Linked DNA regions of Mus musculus: all the other regions are linked to region 1. A link is a contact called in public ChIA-PET, Hi-C and HiChIP or PLAC-seq data. All regions are on one chromosome and are shown on one strand. Each heading gives the region's core, a stretch centred on a gene start, on an enhancer-like site or on the middle of the called end of the contact. The rest is flanking DNA. Distances are from core to core; before and after follow the strand shown. Region 1 overlaps Rab11fip4 (RAB11 family interacting protein 4 (class II)). Region 2 has its middle 22 kb from the start of Lyrm9. Region 3 overlaps Ksr1 (kinase suppressor of ras 1). Region 4 overlaps Ksr1 (kinase suppressor of ras 1).

Region 1 (3,090 bases), core at 158-2,657:
AGGTGGGTGGAGGAGCTAGCAGTGGTCTTTTGCAGTCGTAAAACCCTCCCCACTGAGACTCCTTTCCCTAGCAATAACAGACACCATCTTTCACCAGGGAAGGGCCCTGGAAATTGCCCCAGGGAATGTGGGAACCCAAGCAATTATCACCTGCCTCTTGCTCTGGGAAGGGAGACAGAGGCTTGGAGAGCATCAGGAACCAGTGCAAAGTGGGGCCCAATCCAAAATGACTAGAGCAGCAAGCACGGAGGCAGGACCTCTGACCCCTCTGCTACTTTAGGGGGAGGGGGCAGGGGTGCTATAAATCAGCCAGTAGAAAACTGGTGAGTCCTTAAGAGTTCAGCAACGAATCATTTCTAGCTCTTTTGGGGAAAGCAAGACCAGAAGTGGGAGATGGAGAGGTGACGGAATGCTGTCTAGGGCTGTATTGGTACCACGTTTACAGAGGCTTCGATGCTAGGCCCTGGGAAACACTTGTCGCAACGGAGAAGCAACTATGTCAACAACTTACATTGAGGTGGACTGTGGGCTCTTACGGGACTCAAGGGCATAGGCTGGTGGCCTGCGCACACCTCCACCCATAGGAGCATCTTGCTGAGGGGAAGCAGGACCTGTCTCAAATCCCTACACTACTAGGCTGGTTCTGTCTTCTAACCCTTCAGATGCCCCGTGAGAGGGGAAAAGCAGGAAACTGGCTTCATGCAGCAGCCATCACCTATGGAAACAACTTCACCACTTACAGCTCCCTAGGGAAGCAGCCCAGCTAAGAGCAGGACACTGATGGGGGCTGACAAGCTCTCTTCCCATTTCCACCAGATTCCCCCTAAAACACTTCTGGAACAGCGCCACAGGGATCGCGGGCACCCTCCTCGGGCACCAAGTTGGTTCCGCTCACGCTCGCACCTGGGCGCTGGCCGAAGGCCCGGAGCAAGCAGAGGGGTCAGTGGTTTTGCGAAGGTACTCTGATCTCCCTGGCCAGCACAGGGAGGGTAGAGGCGAATCCACCAACTTCCCACTCCTGGTGCAAGCTAGGTGCGTCCCGCGGTCGCCGCTTACCTGGCATCCGGGAGCCGGCGGGGAGCGCATCCCCCGACCGGCTGCAGGTCGGGCCGCTGTAGATGAACAAGAAGCCAGCGGCTGGTCGAGTCGGGTCCGGCGGGGTACACGGGGACGAAGCCAGCACCGTGCTCAGAAAACAATCCGGGAGGCGCGCTGCTCCGCACCAGTTGAAGCCGCCGGTCCCGCCCCCGCCCGCACCCGTTGCCGGGAGACCCGCGTGGGCCGAAGGGGCTCTTTGTATCAAAGCTGCCGTGACATCACGAGGCGCCCAAGCTCCCCGGGCTCCGGCGGCCGGGCCTCGCACAGGGGGCGGGTCCTGAGGCTCGGAGGCCTGGGAACCCGAGCCGAGGGGGCGGGGCCCAGGTAGCCCCGCCCACCCAAGGTAAGGGGCAGGTGGCGGAGGCGGTGGCCGCCAATGGCCACACGGTCGGCGCCTCGGTGGGTGGAGCTTGTCTGAGCGTGCAGTTTACTGCCAGCAGGTCAAACACTAGAGTTTGGATGAAATTCTCCGGCCATCTCAATGCTATGTCCCTGTTTGATGTCCTCAAACTTAATATCTCAGTGCTGCGAGACTCCGGCAGCACTGTTCAGCTCAAACTCGCGAACTAAAAGCCTGCCCCAACCCACCACCAGCTGAAATCTGATTTGGAGTCCTACCCACTACTTTGTTTTCTTCACACCAAGCGAAAGCTATCCATAGCTAGCCCAGCACCAAGACACAAGTGGCAAGTATACAAGAAACAAGTACCAAGATAAGAACTAGAGAACTCAACAAAGAAAGATTTCCATCAGAAACACCGTCTCCCTCTCAGGCTTTCACACCATTCAGGATTTAAACATGGCCGAAATGTTTAGAATTCAAGCAAGACAGCAAACGCTAGGACCAGTTTCCCTTCATTTTGGTAGTGTTTTACATAACTCGGGAAAAGCCTGATTACCTTCCTGACTGGCCTCAAGCCACGTTCTCATGTTCTTCATACACTACACACTGACACAAATACTTGGGTATACTTAGAATGGGCAAGGTGGCTTCACATCACACACACACACAGACACACACACACACTCATATACACACATACTCACACTCATACAGACTCATACTCATACACATACATACTCACACACACACACACACACCTACCTCTGCTGCTCTCTAGCTCAGCATTTTTCAACCTTTGGGCTGCAACCCCTTTGGAGTTGGAAGACCCTTTCACGGTGGTCGCATTTCAGATATTTATATTACAATTCATAACAGTAGCAAAATTACAGTTATGAAGTAGCAATAAAAATAACGTTATGGTTGGGGGTCACCACAGCACGATGACCTGTATGTTAAAGGGTCACAATATCAAGAAGACTGAGAACCACTACTCTGGCCCTTTGCTCTCAACCTCTTTCTCACCCGCTGTGTGTGAGCAATAAATTTCCAACTACCTCTCTGCTTACCTGGTCAAAGCCCACTAGAGTTGCAGCTTTGCTTGGACAGCCTTAGCTAGAGGGGACCTCCACGTAAGGTCTGTGAGAGTGGTGAATCCCATCTTGTAAGGCCTTCTCTGAATTTATGTCTTGTAGTTTCTACACAACCTTTGGAACTGCGTACAGATGCCATAGACAGTTTCTCACACTGTCTCGGTCCAGTCTCCATCCTAGCTAGTCAGGGTCAATGAACCATATCTCGGCTTTGGAGGACAGCAGAGCTGGGTTTGAGTCCAGCTCCTTGACCTGGGAGTTTCCATAAGCTTCCTGAGACTCAGTCTGTAAGACGAGAACGCTACAGGCCATCTCCTGGGTTGCTGTGTGCCCTCTCATTGTGAGCACATCTGAATGCTGAGCCCCAGGCAAAGGTGAGAGAGACTCTTGGGTGCTTGGCTCTGAGGCCTGAACTCCGTGGTCTCCAGTGGTTTTGGCATGGTTAAATCCAGGTGATCTATCTTGTTTTCTCCTCATCGGTTCCAAGGCCCATAATGTGAACTAGTCCAGGAAGCAGGACTTGAGGTAGTCATGACTTCCGGGTATCTGCAGTCATTT
Region 2 (3,090 bases), core at 261-2,760, 810 kb after region 1:
GAAGGAGAGAGGTAATGGCCATGTGGCAGGGCAGAAGTTAGAATAAACAGATTAATTGAGTTATACAAGCTAGTTGGGAAAGAGCAAAACTATAAGGCCTAAGCATTCATAAATAAATAATAAGTGTCTGTGTCATTATTGGAAGCTGGCCAGTTGAGACAGCCCAGTGATACTATGTAATTGAAGATAATCCTTGATCCTCCTGCCTATTCTTCCAATCGCTGGCTGGGATTATAGGAACACAACAACAATAACAGTAACAATGATTTTATTGTTATTATTATAAATAAAATGTAACTTTAAAACAATAAATAGGAGTTGGAGAATTGACTCAGCAGTGATGGGCACTTGGTGCTCTTGGCAGAGGGCTCAGCTACCGTTCCCAGGATCCACACGGTGGCTCCCAACCATCTGTAGCTGTAGTCAGGCATTCACACACATGGCACACTTAGCATGCATGTGAGCCAAGCACTCAAACATTTAAAATAAAGAATAGGGCTGGTGAGATGGCTCAGTGGTTAAGCACTGACTGCTCTTCCAAAGGTCCTGAGTTCAAATCCCAGCAACCACATGGTGGCTCACAACCATCTGTAATGAGATCTGACACCCTCTTCTGGTATGTCTAAAGACATCTACAGTGTACTTATATATAATAATAAATAAATATAAAAATAAATTAATTAAATAAAATAAAATGAATAAGTCTTGCCAGGTGGTGGTAGAATTCAGGAGGCAGAGGCAGGTGGATCTCTGAGTTAGAGGCCAGCCTGGTCTTCAGAGCAAGTTCCAGGACAGCCAGGGGTATACACAAAGCAACAGTTTTTTTAAAAAAATCTAACTAATTAAGTATAATGGAAATAAGCTTGCTACATATTAGCTTATTCTATAGAAAGTAACTATAATCTAGGCTGGTTTTGAGCTCATTGCAGCCTCCTGCCTCAGTTTCCACATAGTCTTCTTGATACTACATCAAAACTGTAAGCACTGATAAAATAGTAACAGAGACACTTACAGGAACAAGAGGCAAAGTTCTCACGCCCTGAGTCCACCAAGAGCGCTAACCATTGAGTCTTTCTCCTCCTTAGTAAACAATGTATGATGCACATCTGCCCCTATTTCCTTATATCTTATCACAAGGGAAAACCCGACCAGGTAGAGGACAGTGCTATGATGTCTGCAGGAACAAGCTGGCCATTGACCTGTCATACACAGGAAAGTCCCACCATGAGGAAGAAAGTCCGTAAAGCACTACCCAGTCCCCAAAGCCCCAGCCCGCCTCTGGCCACCTGGTAAATGGCTTGCTGTCAGCTGCAGCCCCATGCTGGGTCTTCTTCCTTAGTCCCATTTCTAATTAAGCCGTTGCTTGGCAGCTCCGTTGTACCATAGCCTCCGTTTTTGTTTCTGTGATCACTGGGATCGGGAACTGCCTGGTGACTCTGGTGGGTGTGCGAGATAATGCCAGGGCAGGTGCAATGCACTGGACCTCAGGCCTCCAGACACCATCTCCTCCAGCAGCTAGGCAACCTCCCCGGTGTGCTTGTATTCTTCCCCAGAGTAGGGCTGTAATGGCCCCAGCAGGAGAGGAGACATCCTAGAGACATTAATGTCCTTCATCAGTTAGAATATTTGGACTATGGGCCCCAAGGAAATTCCCTCAGAAATCCCGTGCTGGGAGAGTCAGAGGCAGGTAATCAATCTTTCTCCCCCTTCCTTCCTCCCTCTACCCCACCGGCCCCTTTTCCTCTTTCCAAAAACCAAAGTGCATAAACCACACCCTTTTCTTGCCTTTCTTGGTAGCTGGGGAATTCCCAGAGCACTGGAGACCTGAGTGGCAGACTCCATAGCTTGTGGACCTGGAGCCCCAGAGTTTCTAGACTCTGGCAGAGTAGGAAGAACACACCCACTTTTTCCCTGGAATCCTTTCCTCTTCTCTCTTAATTCCCATTCAAGTTAGGTCATGAGATGCTGACCTGTGGTGTTTGAGTTGGGGCACCGGACTTTGTCCTTTTTGGATCTTGCTATCAAATGTCCTACAGGTTAGGATGCCATAGTCCTGCTGTGTTCAAGCCAAGAGTGGCAGGAGGCAGACTTCTCTTAAGACTGGCCATCCTGGGTTAAAAAAATCACTGGCAGGGGACTAAGGTAGCATGTGAAAGTCTCTTGCTGTGTGTGTGTGTGTGTGTGTGTGTGTGTGTGTGTGTGTGTGTGTGTGTGTGTGTGTGTGTGTGTGTATGTTTTTTCTTTCTCTTTCCTGTCTTCCTTTCCATACTGGCTCCCATTTCCCACAAACCAGTCTGCTTTCATAACCTCTAAACAGCCTTTGCGGAAAATAATTTCTTGATTGCTATCAGGTCCAAAGTTTCATACACACACACACCACTACCCCAATGGCAGTCCTGGCAACAAACGTTCTAAATAGAAGAACTTTGGCCAGAAAAACACAAGCCAGAAGGTAGGTTTCTGTTTACCAGAAACCTCCCTTGATCCATTATCTGCCAGGATCTCTCTTCATCTACCACAAAGGTCAGCTACGTCAGGCAAGAGCATCTAGTTCCTGGTCAATAATGCCTGAATCTCTCGAAGCCCCCTATGTTTGCTGACTGCCGTAGGAAATCTGCTTGCCTTTCTCCATCTTGCTCTGCCCCCTGCCCAGAGATTAGTTTGGGCAGTTTGGTCCCCAGCAAATTTTTCTTTTTAGCCATGAGAGGTCTAGTTTGGTGGTTTCACTGTGCCCTCCCTTATAATCCTTGGACAATCCAGCTGAGACCTGTCACCATGAGATCCAGAGCCTTGTACTGTCACCTTGTACAGGAGCTAGAGTCTAGTCTCTGTAAGCCAGGGCTCTACACTCAGTGCTTTTCCTTGTAAAACACCTTATACTAGGACTGGAGAGACAGCTTAGAGATTAAGAATACTGGATGCTCTTTTGTTTGGTTGGTTGGTGTTTTGGTTTTTTTTGTTGTTGTTTTTGAGACAGGGTTTCTCTGTGTAAGGCTGTCCTGGAACTCACTTTGTAGACCAGGCTGGCCTCAAACTCAGAAATCTTCCTGCCTCTGCCTCCCAAGTGCTGGGCCTGGCTGCTCTGACCAC
Region 3 (3,090 bases), core at 210-2,709, 620 kb after region 1:
ACTCCCTGGCAAGCTCCAAGGGCAGCAGAAAGTCCTCACTCCCCCTAGCTGCTGCCTCCTTGGGCAAGGGAAGCTCCATGTTTGCTCAGAGCATGTCCCTGCTTGACCCTTCCTGGAATCTACCTTCCAGCTCTGCATGGCTGAGTCTCTGCCCTCCTACCCAATTCCCTGCCTCTCTAACAGACCAATCCATCCCCTTTTTCCTGGACCTTAGGCACTCATCCCCATGGGCCATGTGACCTAGGAAGACCCTGTTTTCTTGGTGGTAAAAGTGGGGTGAATCTGCTATGTTGGGTGACTAGCAAGGCCTACCCAGGGCTAGGTCTCTGTCCCTTGTCCCAGCCCTTGGCTTGCTCTGTAACCAGGTAGCTTTCCAAGCCCAGACTGAGCCAATGTGGTGACATCACCCCTTGCTCTCCTTTTTGTCTCTCCAGGTTTGGTAAGAACAATTCATTGTCATCCCTTCTGCCACTGGAAGTCATGGTCGAGTCGATGTCCCCATCCGGGGTGGATTTCTCTGAGCACACCTTAGCCCCATTGGCTGTTCCATAGTCCAGAAGCAAAAGTGTTGGCAGCCACTTCGTGAAATAGCTCTGAGACAGCTGGCCTTAAAATGACAGGCTGGCCCTAGCCTAGCCTATGGAAAGTTGAGACTTTGAAAGTACCCTCATGAGCCCCGCCCCAAGCCTGGCTCCACCTTGCCATCTATGTAGTGACCCCTGTGCCTGCTCCTGCCTTCTGAGCTGCCTCAGCAAGCTGTGCTCTGGGTGGGGAATGTCTTCCAGCTGGACCCTGCTCAAGGCTCAGGACTCCCCTCCGTAGGAGACAGGAATTCCTAGAGACAGCTCCAACCCTGAGAGTACAAGTTCCCCAAGAAAAAGAGGAGACCCAGGCCACCCTGGAGTTCCACTTTCCTCCCATCTCCAACTGGGATTAGGGTCTCACACGCACTCACAAACTGTGAGGTCCTGTGACTCTGTTTTGGGTCATCTGAGTGCCCCAGGAATGGCTAGGGTTTTCTCAGTGAAATAGCGATTTGTTTTTCTACTAGCTAGATGGTAATAGTGTCTGGGGTGAGGCCTGAGGAGAGAGGGCAGGCAGGGCCTGGCAGGCAGTGACAGTCCTGGAGGGAGCTCCCGCACCATCCCAGGAAGGCAGAGAAGGAGGAGAAGGTACTGCACTCCTCTCTCTAGGGCCCTTCCCAAAGCCTGCATCTCTGACCCTAGGATACCGCTTACCACCAAAGCCTACATCTCTGACCATCACTCCTCATTCTCGGGTGGCTGTGGTGGCCAAGGGCCCAGGGCAGTGAGTCTGTGGGGCTCCCAGGACCAGGATTCCATCCGGACCCAGAGCCGTGCTGCCTGTCACAAAAGGCTGCATACTTGTGGCCGACATGAGAAATCAGAGGCCAGGCCCTGAGCTTCATGGCTGGCCGCTCCCTTTGCTACTGTTTCTCGCAGCTGCGGGCTCACACCTCTCACAGTGCTGTCTTTTGACATCCTTGGCCACAGACTGAGTGGGGTTGGCCCTGGGAGGAAGTTGAGAGGCAAACAACCTCATGGAGGATGTGCCAGAGAGCCGCTGGTGATAGCGCTGTGGGCTCCCTATTGTCAGGAGGGCAGCAGAGGCCCTTTTGTCACGATCACAGTTCCTTGTTTGGTGTGGGCCGGGGGTCCTTGTGCTGCTGAGTCTGTGGTACCCGGCCTTAGACAAGTTAGCGTGCCGGGAGTACCAGCTGTGAGAAAGAACATTAGGAATAGGGAGAGTAGCTGCCCTGGAGGGGTGGGACATTTGTTATCTGAGTACTGTGATTCTTAATTTTGGGGGGGTATAGAACCCTTTGATATGTTGGATAAAAGTCCACACCATGTTTACCAAACAAAAAGCCTGCAGTAGTCTACTGACCACCCCTGGGGAGTTCTGGGTCCCTGAATCTTCTTTGGGCTCAGAAGAATGGGGCACAGGTCGGTCATTTAGGCTGTAGGTCATGGACAGGGCCCAGCCATTGTTCTACCTCAAAGTTGGCTTTGCCATAAACACTGGTATGACTGCTCTTAGAGGAAGCCATATTAGGAGAGAGAGCTCTCAGGGGGCCTGCATATGGTAAGCAGAGGGGACCCTCCAAGCCCGCGGTCCTCCTCAGCAGAGAAAGGGGAGCAGGGGTCTCCCTACAGGTTCAAGGGATGGCCCGGAAGAGCCACACCATCTCCTTGCTCTTCTGTGATCAGCAAGGACTATCCCCAGGGTGCTGCTGGCTGGAAGAGTGCAGGTGGAGTTGCATGGCTGACCAGCCCCGTGCCCTGTGCTGAGGTCAGGTGTCCACCAGTTTAACCAAAATTAGCCAGAATTGAGTCCTAAAGGTGAATGCCCAATGAAGGAGAGCCAGAGGCTGGTATGCACATGAGAGTCTCTCAGCTTTGCATCCATTCCACTGCCTCCCACCAAAGCAGACTGGCAATATAGGCAAGTGTGCCACCTGAAGAGCTAGGCAAGGACCCAGTGTGAGGGTGACCACACGGCCTCCTGCACTAGCAGGGTCTGGCCCATCTCTGTGTGATGGGTATTGATTCAGTGAAGCGTCTCTGTGCATCAAGCCCCGTCTAGCCTGTGATCTCTGAGATAGAAGCTCGCAAGCAGAGGTCAGCTCTACAGAGCCTCCCCAGTTCACCCAACTTGGCTTCTTTCCACCCACAGAACTCCCTCATGGATCCCCACAGCTGGTACGAAGGGATATCGGGCTCTCGGTGACGCACAGGTAGGTTCAGCTGTGGGCAGTACAGAGCTGACCTGGACTCCACAGGGTACTGTTGGGTCTGTCTTGGTTGCTCTTTGCCTCTGGCCTATCTGCTTGTCTTATGACAAAGCTTGAGCTCTTGAATTATTTAACCAGACAACTTTTGGGATTTCTGGTCCCACTTGAGTCTTCGTCTCATCCTGCTGAGGATTATCGCTCTCCCTCTTCAAGAGACATAGGACCACAGTCATGGCAAGAAGCCACAGATTTTCCGCATTCACCTCATGCCATGCAGGTCCTAAGGCCATTAGGGTCCTCCGTGGAGGTGCTGAAAATCTATGTTCCTCAATGCA
Region 4 (3,090 bases), core at 410-2,909, 530 kb after region 1:
TCAGGCACAGGTACAATGTAGCCTCATGGGAAGGGCCACTCTGAGGACATAGGGTATGTATGTATGGGCTGTGGGGCCAGTGTGACAGAGTCATTTCCTGACTCCTTGCTAGCTCTGATCTTAGGCAAGTTGCTCAGTTCTCTGTCATTTTTTTTTCCTCAGTAGATAAGGGAACGCAGAATCTATTTTGGACTCTGTAAGAACATAGGGTTCAGAGGATGTGTGGACTAGAATCTAGTGTTTAAGAAGAAATTCAATGCATACACACATTTTCTTGCTTAGCATCAATGAACCCTTTTGCAGACTTGGGGATTGAACCTAGGGCCTCACACCTGACAGACAGGCGCCCTGCCACTGGGTTACATTGGGCCTGTTGTTGTCTTTTCACTTTTTACGTTTTGAGATTGGGTCTTATTCAGCTACCCAGGCTGATCCTTCAACTTATTCTGTAGCCCAGGCAGGCCTTGAACTCATGAGCTGAGGTCTCCAGTGTAGCTGAGATTTCAGGTCTAAGTCTCCAGGCCTGGCTTCTACTTAGTTGGCATTATTTTAAAGCACGCCACTGTTCTCTGTTACCTTCGGTTCTGTCGTTTTAACTGTCATGTGATACCGCGTGCAGTTGTGCTGTCTGTCACCTGCCAGATGTTTTTGCTGGTTTTGGACATTTCAGTTGTTTCTAGAATTCTGCTGTTTAAACAGTGTGACTAGAACCATTCTTATACAAGCACCTCTTTTGCTCCTGTTCTGAATTCAATTCATATCCTTCACATAATCCCATGAATGGAATTCTTAGGTTAAAATGAGTCAGGAGTGCCTACCTGTCTGCCTCTGGCTGTCTCTGCCATGTGCTCCCCACTACTCCCTTTACATGAAAGTTTCCCACCATCCAAGATGGTCTTAAACTGTTAATCCTTTTGCCTCCATCTCCTAAGTTCTGGGAGTTCAGGGTGTGTACCTACTCCCAGTTTCCCCATGTATTTATCTGTGCATTTCTTCCTAACCTCTCTATTAAAATTTTTTTGGCCTTGTTAAATCATTTTTCATTTGCTCTTTATTTCTCTGTACATTCATTCGATGTTGATTTAGCAACTGCTCTGTGCTGAACACTGCCTTAGATGCTGGAGAAAGGCAGGCAGGGCGGCAGAGGGCTCCGGTAGTGGAAGGAGGCAAATGAGAAGCCAAGGACAGAGGTTTGCGCCAAGGAGAATGGAAGTGCGGAGAGAGGAGGCAGGGTTGGGCCTTAGTTTGGGGTTGGAGTTGTGTGTGGAGAGGGGGTATTTCCGGCAAATGGTGTGTGTGTCCATGAATAGATGGAGTCTGGATCATGAATTCCTGCAGCGGGGAAGAGGGGCTATACGGGGACTATCCTGTGTGATAGCCATGAGGCGGGAATGGGGACTTGGGACACAATGGTGACAGAAAGGGTGTTCTCCCCGTGCTGTCTCCTTAGCCTTTTTCTGGACACTGCTCTGTGGCATGGCACAAACCTATCTGAGGGGAGAATTGACTCTGGCAAGTTGGCTGGCTGGTCAGGGCGTATGAGGCTGAGTAAACCCGCAGGAGGTGTTGGTGAGGTGTGAAGGAGGTTGAGTGCCCCCTCCTCCCCCTCCCCCTACCTCCCGCTGACTCATCTCTGCACCGAGGTGTGTAAGATCTTGGGAAATGCACCTTGTGCTGCCAGTCTTTACTGCGGGGACAGGAGTACTTTCCCAGCCCTGCTCGGGGTTGGGGGTGGGGGTGCCTTGAACCTCTGCCAAGGGAGGAGCTGGGAACTGAGGTGGCCAGCTCTGTTGCAGGGCTGCTGAGACCAGGTGTGGTTATCTGGCAGCCACTTATGGGAAACAGTGCCTGAGAAGTAGACTCGGGAAACCCCCTTCCTCCTCGGCTGCCCCATCTTCACTAACACTTTGGCTGTAGCTTCTGCCAGGAGCGTAGTCCTGGGGATGCTGTGCTGTGCTGTGCTGTGCTGTGCTGTGCTGTGCTGTGCTGTGCTGTGCTATGTGTGCTGTGCTGTGCTGTGCTGTGCTGTGCTGTGCTGTGTTGTAGTGTGCTGTGCTGTGCTGTAGTGTGCTGTGCTGTGCTGTAGTGTGCTGTGCTGTGCTGTCCTGTGCTGTGCTGTGCTGTCGTGTGCTGTGCTGTGCTGTGCTGTGCTGTGCTGTGCTGTGCTGTGCTCTCCTCTGCTCTGCTCTGCTCTGCTCTGCTCTGCTTCTTCTCTTCCTCCCCGACTCCCATTTGGGATTTGTGCATGCTAGACAAGTATTCTGCTATTGAACCATATCTTCAGTGGTTGGTTTTCTAGGATAGGAACTTGCTATGTAGATCAGACTGGCCTTGAATTCTTGACCCTCCTATCAGTGCCTCCTGAGTGCTGGTTTGCAGGTGGTCGCTGCCACCTCAGGCTTGACATTGTGTTGTTTTCGTAGTGTTCTTTCCTTAGGGAGGGTAAAGAGGGTTTGTAAAATCTGCATAGATACTTAAATGTCTTTTATCTTCTCTGTCTGTCTGTCTGTCTGTCTGTCTGTCTGTCTGTCTGTCTCTGCCAGGATCTCATGTATCCCAGCAGGCCCTGAACTTGCTATGTGCATGGTCTTTCCCTCCCGCTTCTCCTGCCTCCACCTTTGAGTGCACCAACATGCCTAGTTTATGTGGTGTTGGGAAGCCAGATCAAGGGGTTCATCGTACATGCTTAGTAAGCACTCTGTCAATTGAGCTACAGTCCCAAGCTCCTCAAAAGTTTATTTGGACAGCCTAGAATGTATTCGTGCAGAGAGCAGCAGGGTTTGCGCTGGCTCTTAGGAATGGGATGGTGGATGCTGGCTGTCATGTTGTTTGGAGGAACCTGATGGCTCCTACGCTCTATTGCCATTGAGCTGGGGCCAGGGTTGGTCAGAGTTACCCAGCTCCTGAGGCTCCCTGTATAGGAGTTTGTTGCTCTCTGGTAAGGGAAGGCAGGATCCTGGGAGGAGAATAATTTAGGGTCTCTGTTTCTCTGTCACACGGTGAGGGCTAACCTGAGCTGGACCTGACTGGTTTGACACCGCAAGCTTTTCCCAGGGGTTCTCTGAGTGAATTTTGGAGTCATACTAACTT

Evidence for each region. Hi-C and Micro-C count contacts between places; a contact is called where the count stands out from the background. ChIA-PET counts read pairs in DNA pulled down with a chosen protein or histone mark. HiChIP or PLAC-seq counts read pairs in DNA pulled down with a chosen protein or histone mark.
Region 2: a contact with region 1 is called in a Hi-C map of liver, with 3 times the contacts expected there. The contact joins two enhancer-like sites. A contact is called at or near these places in 2 of 39 promoter capture datasets (liver and pre-B cells), 1 of 15 datasets of contacts at CTCF or cohesin (large pre-B cells), 2 of 484 Hi-C or Micro-C datasets (B cells and liver) and 1 of 115 datasets of contacts at active chromatin or transcription factors (astrocytes).
Region 3: a contact with region 1 is called in an RNA polymerase II ChIA-PET map of memory CD8 T cells, with 6 read pairs. The contact joins two enhancer-like sites. A contact is called at or near these places in 1 of 39 promoter capture datasets (the C10 cell line) and 1 of 115 datasets of contacts at active chromatin or transcription factors (memory CD8 T cells).
Region 4: a contact with region 1 is called in a BATF HiChIP or PLAC-seq map of CD8 T cells, with 5 read pairs. The contact joins two enhancer-like sites. A contact is called at or near these places in 2 of 115 datasets of contacts at active chromatin or transcription factors (CD8 T cells and memory CD8 T cells).

Annotation. Positions count from the first base shown.
Region 1 is chr11:79,658,823-79,661,912 of GRCm38.p6, reverse strand. All of the region lies in intron 3 of Rab11fip4 (RAB11 family interacting protein 4 (class II)), which reads right to left. Among named protein-coding and RNA genes, the nearest start is that of Gm30718, 14 kb to the right of the region's middle. Within about 2 kb of position 1,407, at least 205 of the 459 cell types and tissues checked have an H3K27ac peak or open chromatin away from gene starts, as enhancers often do. A contact at or near this core is called in CD8 T cells, liver and memory CD8 T cells, where this site is marked.
Region 2 is chr11:78,847,376-78,850,465 of GRCm38.p6, reverse strand. No RefSeq gene overlaps it. Among named protein-coding and RNA genes, the nearest start is that of Lyrm9, 22 kb to the right of the region's middle. Within about 2 kb of position 1,510, at least 26 of the 459 cell types and tissues checked have an H3K27ac peak or open chromatin away from gene starts, as enhancers often do. A contact at or near this core is called in liver, where this site is marked.
Region 3 is chr11:79,040,545-79,043,634 of GRCm38.p6, reverse strand. It overlaps Ksr1 (kinase suppressor of ras 1), which reads left to right. Exons shown (of 19, transcript NM_013571.3): 5 at 435-439; 6 at 2,698-2,758. Among named protein-coding and RNA genes, the nearest start is that of Gm11201, 18 kb to the right of the region's middle. Within about 2 kb of position 1,459, at least 27 of the 459 cell types and tissues checked have an H3K27ac peak or open chromatin away from gene starts, as enhancers often do. A contact at or near this core is called in memory CD8 T cells, where this site is marked.
Region 4 is chr11:79,130,815-79,133,904 of GRCm38.p6, reverse strand. All of the region lies in intron 1 of Ksr1 (kinase suppressor of ras 1), which reads left to right. Among named protein-coding and RNA genes, the nearest start is that of Ksr1, 14 kb to the left of the region's middle. Within about 2 kb of position 1,659, at least 70 of the 459 cell types and tissues checked have an H3K27ac peak or open chromatin away from gene starts, as enhancers often do. A contact at or near this core is called in CD8 T cells and memory CD8 T cells, where this site is marked.